Regions from separate parts of the Pan troglodytes genome. Here regions 2 and 3 are each linked to region 1. The links are chromatin contacts, called in public Hi-C maps. All regions are on one chromosome and are shown on one strand. The core of a region is the stretch at or near the end of the contact, and the rest is flanking DNA. Distances in the headings are between cores, read along the strand shown. Region 1 has its middle 270 kb from the start of CDC5L. Region 2 overlaps RUNX2 (RUNX family transcription factor 2). Region 3 holds the start of SUPT3H (SPT3 homolog, SAGA and STAGA complex component).

The links. A called contact is a pair of places that touch in the nucleus more often than the background predicts.
Region 2: a Hi-C map of stem cell-derived neural progenitor cells shows a contact between it and region 1, with 5 times the contacts expected there. The contact joins two enhancer-like sites. A contact is called at or near these places in 3 of 7 Hi-C or Micro-C datasets (induced pluripotent stem cells, a lymphoblastoid cell line and stem cell-derived neural progenitor cells), 1 of 1 datasets of contacts at active chromatin or transcription factors (stem cell-derived excitatory neurons) and 1 of 1 other capture datasets (stem cell-derived neural stem cells).
Region 3: a Hi-C map of stem cell-derived neural progenitor cells shows a contact between it and region 1, with 4 times the contacts expected there. The contact joins the promoter of SUPT3H here to the enhancer-like site in region 1. A contact is called at or near these places in 1 of 7 Hi-C or Micro-C datasets (stem cell-derived neural progenitor cells) and 1 of 1 datasets of contacts at active chromatin or transcription factors (stem cell-derived excitatory neurons).

Annotation. Positions count from the first base shown.
Region 1 is chr5:50,552,075-50,556,529 of NHGRI_mPanTro3-v2.0_pri, forward strand. No RefSeq gene overlaps it. Among named protein-coding and RNA genes, the nearest start is that of CDC5L, 270 kb to the left of the region's middle. Within about 2 kb of position 2,132, at least 2 of the 24 cell types and tissues checked have an H3K27ac peak or open chromatin away from gene starts, as enhancers often do. A contact at or near this core is called in stem cell-derived neural progenitor cells, where this site is marked.
Region 2 is chr5:51,305,064-51,309,518 of NHGRI_mPanTro3-v2.0_pri, forward strand. RUNX2 (RUNX family transcription factor 2) reads left to right here. Exons shown (of 9, transcript XM_001142127.6): 3 at 2,684-3,057. Among named protein-coding and RNA genes, the nearest start is that of SUPT3H, 42 kb to the left of the region's middle. Within about 2 kb of position 2,213, at least 14 of the 24 cell types and tissues checked have an H3K27ac peak or open chromatin away from gene starts, as enhancers often do. A contact at or near this core is called in stem cell-derived neural progenitor cells, where this site is marked.
Region 3 is chr5:51,262,485-51,266,939 of NHGRI_mPanTro3-v2.0_pri, forward strand. SUPT3H (SPT3 homolog, SAGA and STAGA complex component) reads right to left here and starts at 2,602. Exons shown (of 12, transcript XR_680802.5): 1 at 510-2,602. The region is part of intron 2 of RUNX2 (RUNX family transcription factor 2); the gene reads left to right.

The DNA of each region.
Region 1 (4,455 bases), core at 882-3,381:
AATCTGGGAAACAAACAACAACAACAAAAAACCACACAGTTGTTATGATGGGGTTTTCTTTTGTAAATGTCTTCAAAATCTCAGTTCAGGTTCAGGGCTCAGCTCACCTGCCATCCAGGCTGGTTCTCTCAGTTCACTCAAGCCTATGTCATGCTGTGGCCACCTAGATGTGAGTATTCAACCAGGACTGGTCCCATCCCTGTTCCTTCTGCTGCCGGGGCCATCTGAGCTGCTCCTCACCCGGAGACAGAATGGATGCAGTGCCTCTCTGCACCCCCAGCCCCACCCCCAGCTCAGCCCGACACAATAACAAACAGCCCTGTGAAAAGCACTTACATTTATGAACTGTTTATAAATTTACCGACATTGATTTATGACTCTTGGCTAGACCTGATGTGAGTCTCTTTAGGGGTATTTCTTCCTTTCTTTCTTTCTTTCTTTGAATTTTTTTTTAAGTGTTAATGTTACGGTTCACATTCTTAATATAGCCACACGCCAGGAACTATCCGGAAGACAGCTGGGAGCCCGACCAATGACCCATGGGCAGGAACCTAGACTTGATTTATGCCGGGGCTGTGGCTGGTGGAGAAAGCTGTTTCTGGTTGGTTCGGGGACAGGCTGTTCTTTCAGAAGAAGACCCCTAAGAGAATGCCTCAGCTCTGAGGGGCAGTTGCAAGAAGCAGGAAGAGGGCAAACTGGATTTGGAACTGTGTGAACCTCACTGCTTCCTAGATATGTGACTTGAGACACCCTGAGCCCCAGTTTCCTCATCTAGGTAATAGGGATAATAAAACTGACCCTGAGTGGCAGCTACAAGAGTTAATGGGGCCCTATTGGTAAAATACTTAAATGTGGCTTCCCCATAGTAGGTGCTCAGTAAATGATGATGAGGACTTTCCAAAGCTTGATCAACAGTGATTATTTATTAGCCAGTTTTGTATACAGTTTGGAATGGAAATGTGCCACTAGCCTCTTCAATGAAGTTATAGTCAGGCTCCCCACACAGAGCCCAGACTCCCCTTCTCAGCCATGAAAAACGCTGGAGGGGCCTGGAGGAAAGTATGAATGAAGAGCTCCTCCCTGCCGCTGCTCTGCCTGTCACTGCACACACGAAGAAAATTGGTATCACTCTGGCCAGGTGCGGTGGCTCACACCTATAATCCTAGCACTTTCAGAGGCTGAGGCGGACAGGATTACTTGAGCGCAGGAGTTCGAGACCAGCCTGGGCAACGTGGTGAACCCCTGGTGGCATGCGCCTGTGGGAGGATGACGCAGGAGAGGCACTGGAGCCTGGGAGGCAGAGGTTGTCGTGAGCCGAGATTGCACCACTGCACTCCAGCCTGGGTGACACAGCAAGATCCTGCCTCAAAAAAAAAAAAAAAAAAAAAAAGAAAGAAAGAAAAAGAAGAAGAAGAAAAAAGAAAGAAAGTAAGGGAAGGAAGGAAGGGAGGGAGGGATGGAAGGAAGGAAGAAAGGAAGAAAAACAAAGGAAGAGGAAGGAAGAAAAAATTAGTATTACTCTCATTGTGTCACTAACTTTAATTACTACCTATATTATTATCTATGACTGTCTTTGCTAAGGAAAGAAGGAACTAACATTTATTGAACACCTTCAGTTGTCAAGAACTTGGCAGGACTTATTTTAAGTCTCATATAACCCTCTGAAGTGGGTGTTGTTATTCCTATTTTACAGATAAAGAAACTGAAATTCAGAGAGATTAAAGTAATTTTCCCATGATCCCACAGCTGGTAAGTGGCTGAGATAAGACAGAAACCCAGCCTCACTCCTAAACAACCCATTTCCCCCAAAACTCTTATCTACCTTATCTACCTACCTACCTACCTAAAAAAACAAAACAAACCCCTGAAATCCTGACTGAGGGCCTGAGAACCTCATGGTGAGGTGTGAAAACCCGTGCAGAGCACAGCATGTCCTGTGACATGAATATCAAGGAATGTCCCCAGGCAACCCGTGCCTGCTCAGCCGCTGTAATTGAGACAGACCCCACCTCTTGCGACAGAGCCTTTCTGGGTCTAAAAGAAGCAGGAACAACAAAGACAGAAGCAAACACCTGGGGCTCGAGTCTACCCGCAGGGACGCCCGCAGACACCAGGTGGCGCCCGAGTCTGGCCGAACGCTGAGCAACCCTCGGTCTGATTTCTGAGGGGACACAGCGTCCACCGACTGTCAAATAGAGTGGGTGGAGGTGATGGCCAGCCAAAGAGAGGTGTCCTAGCTATGGTTGGGTGGCCTGTGGGGGAGATGCTACGTGAGGGTGCCCTATCCAAACACTGAGCACCGTGGGGTGATCCTGATGTCTACCACAGTGACCCGGGGAGGAGTTGTGGGCTCATGGTCCCAGGGTCCTGCCATGCAGGCACCAGGGACAGAAGACGGAAGTGGGGGTTCCTTCAGTTCCTCCAAGAGAGCCGCTTTCCATTTCCCGGCAGAGGCCCCCTCGGCCCCTCCGCAGCTCTGTGCTTGGCCTGGGTGGACCCCGACCAGTGGATGTGGTTGAGCAGGAGGAGTCCTTAGACCCCAGCTTCTGGTCACAGGGGAAAGGAGTCTCCCGCGTTGGGGATCCCCATCCCCCTGGAAGCCAGGCCCTTCTGTCCAGGGCCCTGTGCCTTCTCTTACTGTGGACTGAGCCTCCACTCTTGGTTTCCACTTGGTAGAATGTCTGGACGAAAACAATCACACTTGGATTCCAGGTGACACAGACATGCCCAAAACCCTGGTAACATAGCTCAAGCAGAAAAAGGGACGATTTGATGTATCAGTCTCCTACCTTTGTCTGCCCCACCTCCTAATTACCGGGACCATCTCAGTCTTTCCAGGACTTGCCAATTTCATACATCCCAGTTTTTCTTATAAGTCATTGAAAATAGCCTGGAAAGCCCAATATTCAATGTGGCATCTCCCAAACAGCTTCTCTCAGCCAGAAGTGGGACAGAACTCTAAAAGTGCTGGGGTTTGGTTTACATACTAAGGTCACCCATGGCCTATCCTATATTCCTAAGGTGAGGCTGTTGGAAGGGGAGAGGCTCCTTCTACCCACGCAGAGCAACATGGAAAGGCAGCCACCTGCCCCCTCAGCTTGCAGCCTGGAGGCCTTTGCGTTCCTCTCCATTTATATGTCCTGGATTCCAGAGCCAAAATCTTCTACGCCCATAGACAGAGAGTAGGTTCATTCAGAGGCTCATTAATTACATGGCTAAGAGAAGGAAGGGGAAGAAAAGACTCATGAAAATGTTCATTTAAACTTAATTGCTGCCCATGCTCTTGCTAATTGAAGTAGCTCCGTTGCATTTCACTTATGTACCTGAGTGTATTTAAAATGGGATATTGCACAGTATAAACTAAGCCACATCACAAACTAACGATCTGGAAAATCTCAGTTAAATAAACAAAGCTGGCTTTAAGTTACACAGGAGAAACATGTAGTCTCCCGTGCGTACACACACACACACACACACACACACACAGACACACATACAGCCAAAGCACCAGGATCTCAGACCTTCGGTTCATATCTTCTCCTTCATAGTTCAAATTAAACACAGTCTCTTGCTCTCTCTTTTCCTTATTAAATTTATTTTTAACAGTACCTTAAAAAAATAAACTCACCCCTCTGTGCCACTCCTATGCCAGGTGCAGCCAGGGGCAAATTTTTACAGCTGAATTACATGACCTGAAAAATACGGAGCACATAATGAGAACATTGAGAGACCCCATCTCTAGCACCGGGCCAGTGCTGGTGTAATAATATTCCTGGAGAGAGCAGTAGCCGGGGCAGCTGTGGAGTCAGGCTGAAGCCCTTACTCAGCATGAGGAATTATATATATCTTGGAACTCTTTCCTGAACCTAAACATTATTGCTGAGAAAGGGATAACAGTGTGAGTGGCCATCGCTCGCCAGCCAGGGCTCACACACTGCTTCGAATGTGAGTTTCCTCCCAAGGCTGAGGGGAAACGTTCCAGACCCAACTTTGCCTAGGGCAGGGATGAGGATGGGGCTGAAGGCCTGGGAAGTCTTTGACTCTGGAGTGGTGTTGACATGGCAGTCGGATAAAGCTTGGCACTCCACAAGCCCAGGCTCCGTCGCCCAAGGACCTCTAGGAGGTGTTGTGGGCTGCTTAAAAGTCTAAGTCTACTTCCCTGTACCAGCTCCCTGGGCATTATCCTGGAACTCCCCAGTTATCTGGACTCAGACCAGAGCCCCTCAACCTCAGCTGTCTGCAGCCATGGCAAGAGTGAGGGAGGGCAAAGCTGTTGAGCTACAGGAATCACAGCAACAAAGATGGCTCTTAGGCTGGGCACAGTGGCTCATGCCTGTGATCCCGGCACTTTGGGAGGCCAAGGCAGGTGATTGCTTGAGCTCAGGGGTTTGAGACCAGCCTGGGCAACATGGCGAAACCCCATCTCTACAAAAAATACAAAAATTAGCTGGACAT
Region 2 (4,455 bases), core at 963-3,462, 750 kb after region 1:
GGAGGGGCGCGGCTCGGGGCTAGTGTCTGTGGAGGGATTTGGGGAAGAGGCAGGAACGTGGAGAGAAACGTGGGAAAGGGAAAGACCGACGAGGGAGGCGTGGAGCAGTGCATGGAGGAAGGGCAGGTAAAAATAAAGCCCCAATTAGGAAGGACAGAGTAGTATTCCCTGAACTCCATCCTTACCCCTCGAGAGCGCACACCTGGCTACCCCGCACCCCCACCTCTGCTCACGCGGTCTGGCAGACCCTCAGTCCCCTGCGCATCTCTTCAGCGGGGCGATCCCGAGTCACGCAACCACAGCCCCCCAAGCTCATCTTGTACTCGAAAGGGCTCCAGAGTCCGCGACTGGCACCAGGCCCCCATCTTCCGTGCCCCTCATGCTCTCAGAGCCCTTCCAGGCCCCTTCTAGGGCGCAGACCCGGGCGTGGGCTCAGCGAGTGGGAGCAAAGCTCTAAAACCAGACAGGGAGGGTCGTGGCAGGTCGCTACGAGGGTGAGGGAGGCGTTTGCACTGAGCAATAAAAACACCCAGTAATGGGTATGTGAATTGCTTTAAATAAGATGGGAGGGCGTGAGAGATGACCCAACCATCTTTCTTCCTTAATGCTTCGAGGGGGAGGCATTCTAATTCTTCATTTATTTTATAAAATCACTTGTTACTGTGTCAGCTACTCCACTAGGAATCTTTGAAACTTTGGCAACTGATGATTTTTTTCGCAAACACGTTTTCAAGCTTTGGAAGGCTTTAAAGAGTTTGGTAATAAGCAAGAAACGTAGTAGTACACAACGCCGAGGGTAAAACGGCCCTGTGCCCCCTTCTTGGGGTGTAATAGCCTCAAGCGGATTTCCCGGCTTCTGCGGGCGCAGCACATTGTTTTATTTGTTTTGAAGGCTCAGAGTTTGAGGCTGGTCGTAGACACCCACGTGCTCTGACTCTCATCAGCGTAATGATCGACTTAGCCAGAGTCGTGTCTATATAAACCACAAAAACCTAATCATTAGAAATCCCAGCCTCCAAAAACCACATTTTAGGTAAAAAGTGCCGCTTTTTTTCCGCGCTCCTTCATCCTCTCGACCACAACTTTTTGGGGGATCCAAAGTCGCTTTTTAAACCCACACTAGGAAATAAATACATAAATAAACAGCCACGGAAGCATTTTGAATTTTTTAGTTCGTATTTTTAATTTTTCCCCGTGAGCGCTGGGGAAGACAGACACGAAACTTAGTCTTAGATGTAGAATAGACTTAATAAAATATTTAAATTCATGGAAAACGGCTGGTGCTTTTCCCCAGCAAGGGTTTTGCAACTTATTTTAATCACAAAGCTGACAGTTTTTCAGTCCTTAAAACAAAAACAAACAAACAAACAAACAAACACCTCATTCTTGTTCTCTAGGAATGACAAGATTGAATATATAAGAAAAAAGAAATGTCCAGCTATGCACTTGAGTTCCTAAAAACTATTTTGACTAGATCTCCCTCCACCCCCCCCCTCATTTTTTTTGTGTCACTTAAAACAAAAAACACCGAAACCCTGCAAAATCTTTTTCCCTTGGGAGTCGCTCAGACAGAGGTGGGGGTGGAGGTGGGAGGGTGAAGAGTGCTGAGAAGTCAGCACAGACGCTCAAGAATTTTCCTTCCTCCTCTCCTGAAGTTACAACGAAAAATAGCGACAGTCAGATCAGCCGGGGGCTCTCTGGTGTCTTGGCTTCAATCTCTTCCTACAAAGAGGGGGTTCCTTGTCCTAGGGGTGGGGAGAGCAAGAGGACGCGACCTGGCGAGATTGCCCCTAGTCTGGGGCCGCCTCTAGGCTTCGGAAACTGCACACGGCGCGCGGGGGGCTCCTTCTCGCGGCCGGCTGGCGGCGGCAGCGGCTGCGATTCGCAGGCTCGAGATTCGTTGCCCCGAGATCCGCTGCCCACGACTTACCTCTTGGCACCTTGAAGCGCGAGAGACAGGGGAGCTTTGCAAATTGCAGGAGGGAGTGGATGCAAAGAGGTGGCTGTGAGAGGGCGAGAAGAAAAGAAGGGAAAGGAAGGAGCCTAGCCGGGGAGCCGGGCTGGCAGCCGCCGCGGGAGGAATCTGAGCGTGCAGCCGGCGCGGGGGGAGCGGCGGCCGCCGCGGAGGCGGCGGCGCGGGAGGGCGGAGGCGCGGCCGCCTGCAGCTGGGTAGCAGCGCGCGGCGCGGCGCGGCGCGGCGGTGGCGGGCAGCGCGCGGCAATGCCGGCCCCGGGGCTGGACTGCTGAACCCACACCGCTTCACCACCGGACTCGAACTGGGAGGGGGCGCCAGCGCACCCAGGACGCGGTGCCCCAAGGGACCCCATTCCAAGCTGCAAACTCAAGTCCCCCGCCTCCCCAGGCCAAACACACCCCCGCGCCCGTTCGCAGCTGCCACCCCGGGTGTTCCAAAGGCTCCGGCAAAGATCTGCGCCTCCCGGGTCTCCCTACCCGCCAGCCCGACTGCGCCGCATCGCCAGACTCTGTTGGCCCATCAGACTCCGCCCGGCAGTCGGCCTCATCAAACTTGATTTCTCACCTCCTCAGCCCCATCACCTCCATCCTCTTTCCCCCCGTCTCGCCTTCACCCCCCCAATTTCCTCCTTGCCCCTCATTTCCACCCTCCTCCCCCTCCCCCGGCCACTTCGCTAACTTGTGGCTGTTGTGATGCGTATTCCCGTAGATCCGAGCACCAGCCGGCGCTTCAGCCCCCCCTCCAGCAGCCTGCAGCCCGGCAAAATGAGCGACGTGAGCCCGGTGGTGGCTGCGCAACAGCAGCAGCAACAGCAGCAGCAGCAGCAGCAGCAGCAGCAGCAGCAGCAGCAGCAACAGCAGCAGCAGCAGCAGGAGGCGGCGGCGGCGGCTGCGGCGGCGGCGGCGGCTGCGGCGGCGGCAGCTGCAGTGCCCCGGTTGCGGCCGCCCCACGACAACCGCACCATGGTGGAGATCATCGCCGACCACCCGGCCGAACTCGTCCGCACCGACAGCCCCAACTTCCTGTGCTCGGTGCTGCCCTCGCACTGGCGCTGCAACAAGACCCTGCCCGTGGCCTTCAAGGTAAGAGGCTACACCGCCCCCCGCCCCCGGCCGGGAGCCGCGGAACCTGCCCGCCGGTGTCTTCCTGCCCACGGGGCTGGGCCCCGGACGTCCTCCAAGACCTCCTGCCTTGGCGGCTCTAACCCCAGAAACCCCCGGCCGGGCCTCTCCCTCCGGATGCCCTGGCGGGCTCGGGGCTCAGTCCCTCCGCGCAAATCCCTCCCTCTCCCACCTGTGCCCGCTGCCACCCCGACTTCAGCCCTAGTCCCCCTGACCCGTTCAGCACTCTTCATGCCTCCTGCCCGGCCTTGATTCTCACTCACTCCTTCGCGCCGTCTCCCTTTCCCCCAGGATCCCCAAAGTACCCACTCTTGCACTGCGAGCGGACTTGCTCCACCCCGCCCCTTTCCCGGGGGCGAGGATCCCCGACATTGTCCCCTGGGGCTCCCGCGTCCTTCCGGGACATCCCGGCCTGGCCGCATTGCGGGCTGCCCGCGCAGCCTCTCTTTGGGGCTCCGCGCGCTCTCACCCGCTTCCCTCACAGCCAAACGCCCCTCCTCAGGTCTCGGCGTCCCCTTCCCCGACCCGCAGAGTTCAGCGGTCCTGGTCCCTCCCGGGCTCCCGTGCCGGGATTCGTGGGGTGCCGGTGCCGGGCATTAGTGCCCGGGGCTGGGCGTGGGGTGCTGACTGAGGCGCGCGGGCTGCGCTACCAGTGCCCGGGAGGGTCCTGGACAAACCTAGGGTCTCCAGAGGAGGGGGTGTCAGGACGGGGGCGTTTGCTCTGTTCGCTGACCCGCGCCAGATCCCGTTACCGGGAGGAAGGCGGGGCCGCTGGGGCGTCCGCGAGCCCCGAAGCGGGGGCGTTCAGGGGGCCTGGGCGCTGAACCCTCGAGTGCTGGGAGGCGCGGGCCAGGGGAGGGGGCGGGAGCTCGGGCCGCTTCTTCCAGCCGGGACCGAGCTCTGCGCCTCGCCCCGCCAGGGAGGGATGAGGGAAACCTGTGGAACAACTTTAGTTCGCCCAACTTGAAAATGGAGGTGAAATTTTGTATTTTTGCTTTATTATTATTTTTAAAGGACTTAAATCTAAAAAAGATCCCTCCTGCTTCTGAAAGGTGGTGAGAGGCTCCTGCTGGTGGCCTGAGCACGGAGTGAGCTCGAAGGCTTGAGAGCGGCCTCTGCGCGCCCCGCGGACTCTTGTGCCTGCCCGGCCCGTTAGTTTGAGGGCGGGTGGCAGCCGCGGGAGTCGCAGGCAGGTGCTCCACAGGTTGAGGGTTTAGGATCTGGAGCCTCTCACAGTAGCCCGATGGCTCTCCATAACCCGATCCAGATTTCCCGGGGTAGCCCTCTACAGGGGGGAGACGCGGAGCCCCCAGGGCCCAGCGCACACTGGGTTGATGGGGAAACGGGTTCTCGGGCTGT
Region 3 (4,455 bases), core at 1,352-3,851, 710 kb after region 1:
AAGCTAAATAATTTCCCCAGGGGTCACAGACGTGAGCTCACCCCACAGAGAACACAGCGGATCTTTTCCTCTTTCTGGATGCTACACTCCCACTAACTACCTAACTCTTCTCCCGCCGTGCCATAAAGCAACAATTTCCCTCTTTAATGATTCCTCCGGCAGCCCCCACACTACCTAGACGACCCGCGCACCCCGCTTCTTAGCACAGCCCAGCCCCCCTCACCCCACGCCCACCCGCCAACAGGGAGGAGTCGAGAGGCAACTCCAAGCTCGGCAGCGGAACCAGGGCGCTGCGCCCGGTCAGCGCCTCCCACAGCCGCCCTCCCTTCAACACTCCGGCGTAGACGACGAAGACCCAGGCAGCCGCCCTCGAGCCGGGGCCAGGGCGTGGCCGGCGCGAGGTCGCAGCGACGCTGGGATCTCCGCTCTGCGTCCCTCCCGGCTCTCTGACGTCTCCCCCGCCCGAATCCCCGCACCGCCCCCCGCAAACCCCCCGCAAGCCCTACAACCTCTGCTTTAAGAACCCTTGGAGGCACTGCTGCGCTTCCCGCGAGGAGAATGTAGGGGTGGAGATGGTGCGGTTTCTGCTGCTGCGGCCCGGGACACGCTTGGAAAGGGGCGGGGTGGGGGACAGAGAGTGTGGAGTGTAGAAAGGGAAAAGGTGACTCGGCTGGGTGACGGGACGATGGGGGGGGGTGCAAGATGGCGTGATCCCGACTCTCGGTGGGGCGGGGGTTGCGGAGACTGAGGAGTAAGCGATACGGACGCCCCCAGCACTGGCAGTGCGGGCGCATGCGCGCTCGGCCAGGTGGCGCGCGGTCTCCCAGCCCGAGCGAGCTACTTCCGCCACGCTCGCCGGGGGCGGGGCGTTGTGCGCGGTCTTCAGGGCCGGGCGTGGGCAGCGCTGAGCCGCGCGGCGGCGTTTAGAGCTGGGGCCGCTGGGAGCGGAGTGGGGACGAGCTGAGATCGGTGAGGGTGTACAGGGTACAGGCTTGAATTCTTTAGGAATTGGGCCCGAGAGGGCTAGGATTTTTGAAGGATTGGGTGACCGGCACTGGAAGTTGATTTTCAACTCCGAGGAAGAGATTCACCGTTCTAAGCTTCTTTCCAGGAATTGGAGTGAACGGGATCTTAATGGGATTGCGCGTTTACAATGGTGAAGGGAAACGGAGGGGTCTGAGCGCTCCCCGCAGGGCCGCAGTACGGGCGTGCGGACGTGGAACCCTTTCTGGGACGGCGAAACCAGCTCTTCCGCCGCTTCCGCGCGCCATCACTCCCTACCCTGACCTCGCACAGAATCTGTTTCATTAATCTGCTATTAATGTTTTTTCCCCAACTCATGTTACTAGACGCAGGCGTTTAACTACCATGTTTTGTTATTGAAAACTTTGTCTACTTGAAGGCTTTTTTTTTTTTTTTTTGGACGATTCTGTGTTTAGATTTTGGCCTGTTCCTCATTTTAAAATCTTGCACCCCCAGTATTGCACTGTACATCCTGTCCTGCCATATTTGATTGATATAGATGTAGTTCTTTAAATAATACAGTAGTCGTAAGACAATGCTTTCAGTCTTTCACTCTTTATATTATATGAAGTCTTATTTATATTTTAACATTCTTATTGGCTGCTTAGAGAAGAAAACTGGTTATCCATGCTCACCTTCACACCTGTGTTGTCAAATACTATAAAATACTGTATTTTATAGGGATTCAAGTATTAACCCTCACCAAGTCTTTTTAAGCATCACTGCTTCAGTTATTTTCTTGCCTATAGATACTGTGAGTTCTGAAATCCCTTCCTTCTATTTGCTTAAATTGTTTAAAATAGCAACTTATTTGGTTATTTCCTCTGTGGATTGTAGTTGAGTCTGCTAGTGTTGTGTTTGATTCTCTTTAATCTCCCCAATGCTTCAATATTTGCCAAATACCTAAAATTCCAAAAGAATAGATATATTTAGAATGTGAGAGCTCAGCTTGATGTGTAAATCAGGGATCAATTCATTGCTGAGCAAAGTGTGCAGTATAAGGGAAAGTAACAGAGTGAGTATGGTGATAACTTCTTACATGGGAAGACTGGTTGAAAGCTCTTTTGAGTACATTACCAAGAAATTAGTTAACAGAAGATTAAGAGAAAAATTAATGTTCACATCTAAAGAAACATAAAAGTAGATCATTTCAATTAAAATTGTGTTCAGTTAATGTTATCATAGAAGTTCCTGCACTGGAGTTTCACCTGCATCAGTTGAGTACCTGTTTGATCCAGTTTATCAGGATAGAATCCAGATCATCTTATTCTAGGATACTGGTGTCCAGCCTGCATAAAATCACACACAGGCCAGGCGCGGTGGCTCACGCCTGTAATCCCAGCACTTTGGGAGGCCGAGACGGGCGGATCACAAGGTCAGGAGATCGAAACCATCCTGGCCAACATGGTGAAACCCCGTCTCTACTAAAAATACAAAAAAGTATCCGGGCGTGGTGGCACGTGCCTGTAGTCCCAGCTACTCGGGAGGCTGAGGCAGGAGAATCGCTTGAACCTGGGAGGCGGAGGTTGCAGGGAGCCGAGATCACGCCACTGCTCTCCAGCCTGGCAACAGAACTAGACTCCGTCAAAAAAAGAAAAAAAAAAATCACGCACAACAAAAGTTAATGAGAGTGACACATGGAGAAGGGACACTGAGTTAAGGCATTGATACAGGAAGTTTAAAATTTTATTCTTAGGAAACTGAATTGGGCTGTTGGCAGAGATCTGAGTTTTAAAGTCACATGAGTTAACCAGGTTCCTACCTCCTGGAATTTCTTAAAATCCATTTTTGAAAATCTGATTTAGCCATAATTTTGCTCATAGTTTGAGACCATTGCTATATACAAAGGGCCAAAAATATTTTTGCATTACATTCATATCAAATATCCTAAACTATCAGTGGTACTAGGGTATCTTAATTATAACAAAGCTAAAACAGCGAAGCTGTTGCTGAAGTTAAGGCTTTGATGACTACCACCTCTCAGAAAAACAAGTGATTTTCCAAGGCATGTGGGGAAAACACATCAGGAGACCAAGTTAATTTATCACTCCACAAAAATGTCTCCATGACCTGGACAAAATTGTTAAAGAAAAATGAAGCATTGTTAGCGTAGACTTTAACGTTCCTCTGGCATGTAACATTCACGTAGACTCACTAGTGCAAAGAGAAAGTGCATGTATCTAAGTAAAAGTGCCCATGGGCATCTTAAAATGATTAGGTAGTAAGCCCACATTCTCAAAAGAGCAGCAGAAGTCATGGCTAATATGGAACCATCTCTCTGATTCCATGGAAGTGGTTTCTTTTTATTATTATTTTTTGAGACAGAGTCTCGCTCTGTCACCCAGGCTGGAGTGCAGTGGCCCGATCTCGGCTCACTGCAACCTCCTCCTCCCCAATTCAAGCGATTCTCCTGCCTCAGCCTCCTAAGTAGCTAGGATTACAGGCGTGTGCCACCACGCCCGGGTAATTTTTGTATTTTTAATAGAGACGGGGTTTCACCATGTTGGTCAGGCTGGTCTCAAACTCCTGACCTTGTGATCTGCCTGCCTCGGCCTCCCAAAGTGCTGGGATTACAGGCGTCAGCCACCGCACCCGGCCAGAAGTGGTTTCTTCTCATGTGTATGCTACAGTGACAGTTCAGGTGACTTGGAAATTCTTTGTTGTTTGAGATTCATAACCCTTACTTGCTAGGATGTTTGTGGGGACTTTTTATTTTCTATTTATCAATTATTTCATCCTTTGCTATATTTGCCTTCTATTTTTAATGCTTAAGTTGTCACCATGGAAATAAACTGGGTAGATTGCATATTGTTTAGAACCGTATATTGCAATTGTTGCTATATTTGTTTTCTGACGTTGAGAACTGTTTTCCAATTGCATTCTCAAAAGTATCTTGTTTTATGTTTAGAGCAAGTTGTTCTGACCAAAAAGATTACTCAGCCCGGTGGTACCTGAGCAAGTCACTTAACATCATTGGACCCCAGTTTTTGTATCTGTGGAATGAGATGATAGAACCAAATGAATTAAAACCTTACAGCCCTAAAATTCTATGTTCCTTCAAAATGGGAATAGCCAAAGGATGGATCCTAAAGTTGTGCAGAATAATTTCAGCATTTGTGCTGCAAAAAATACGAAAGTATTCAGGGCTTTTCTTTTTTTTTTCTTTTGAGACAGGGTTTCCCTCTCTGTTGCCCAGGCTGGAGTGAAGTCATGCAGTCATAGCTTACTGTAGCATCAACCTTCTGGGCTCAAGCAATCCTTCCACCTCAGCCTCCTCAGTAGCTGGGACTACAGGCATGTGCCACTACACTCAGCTAATTTTTAAATTTTGTGTATAGATGGGGATCTCCCTAGGTTGCCCAGGCTGGTCTCAAACTCCTAGGCTCAAGAGATCCTCCTGCCTCAGCCTCCCAAAGTGCTGGGATTACAGGA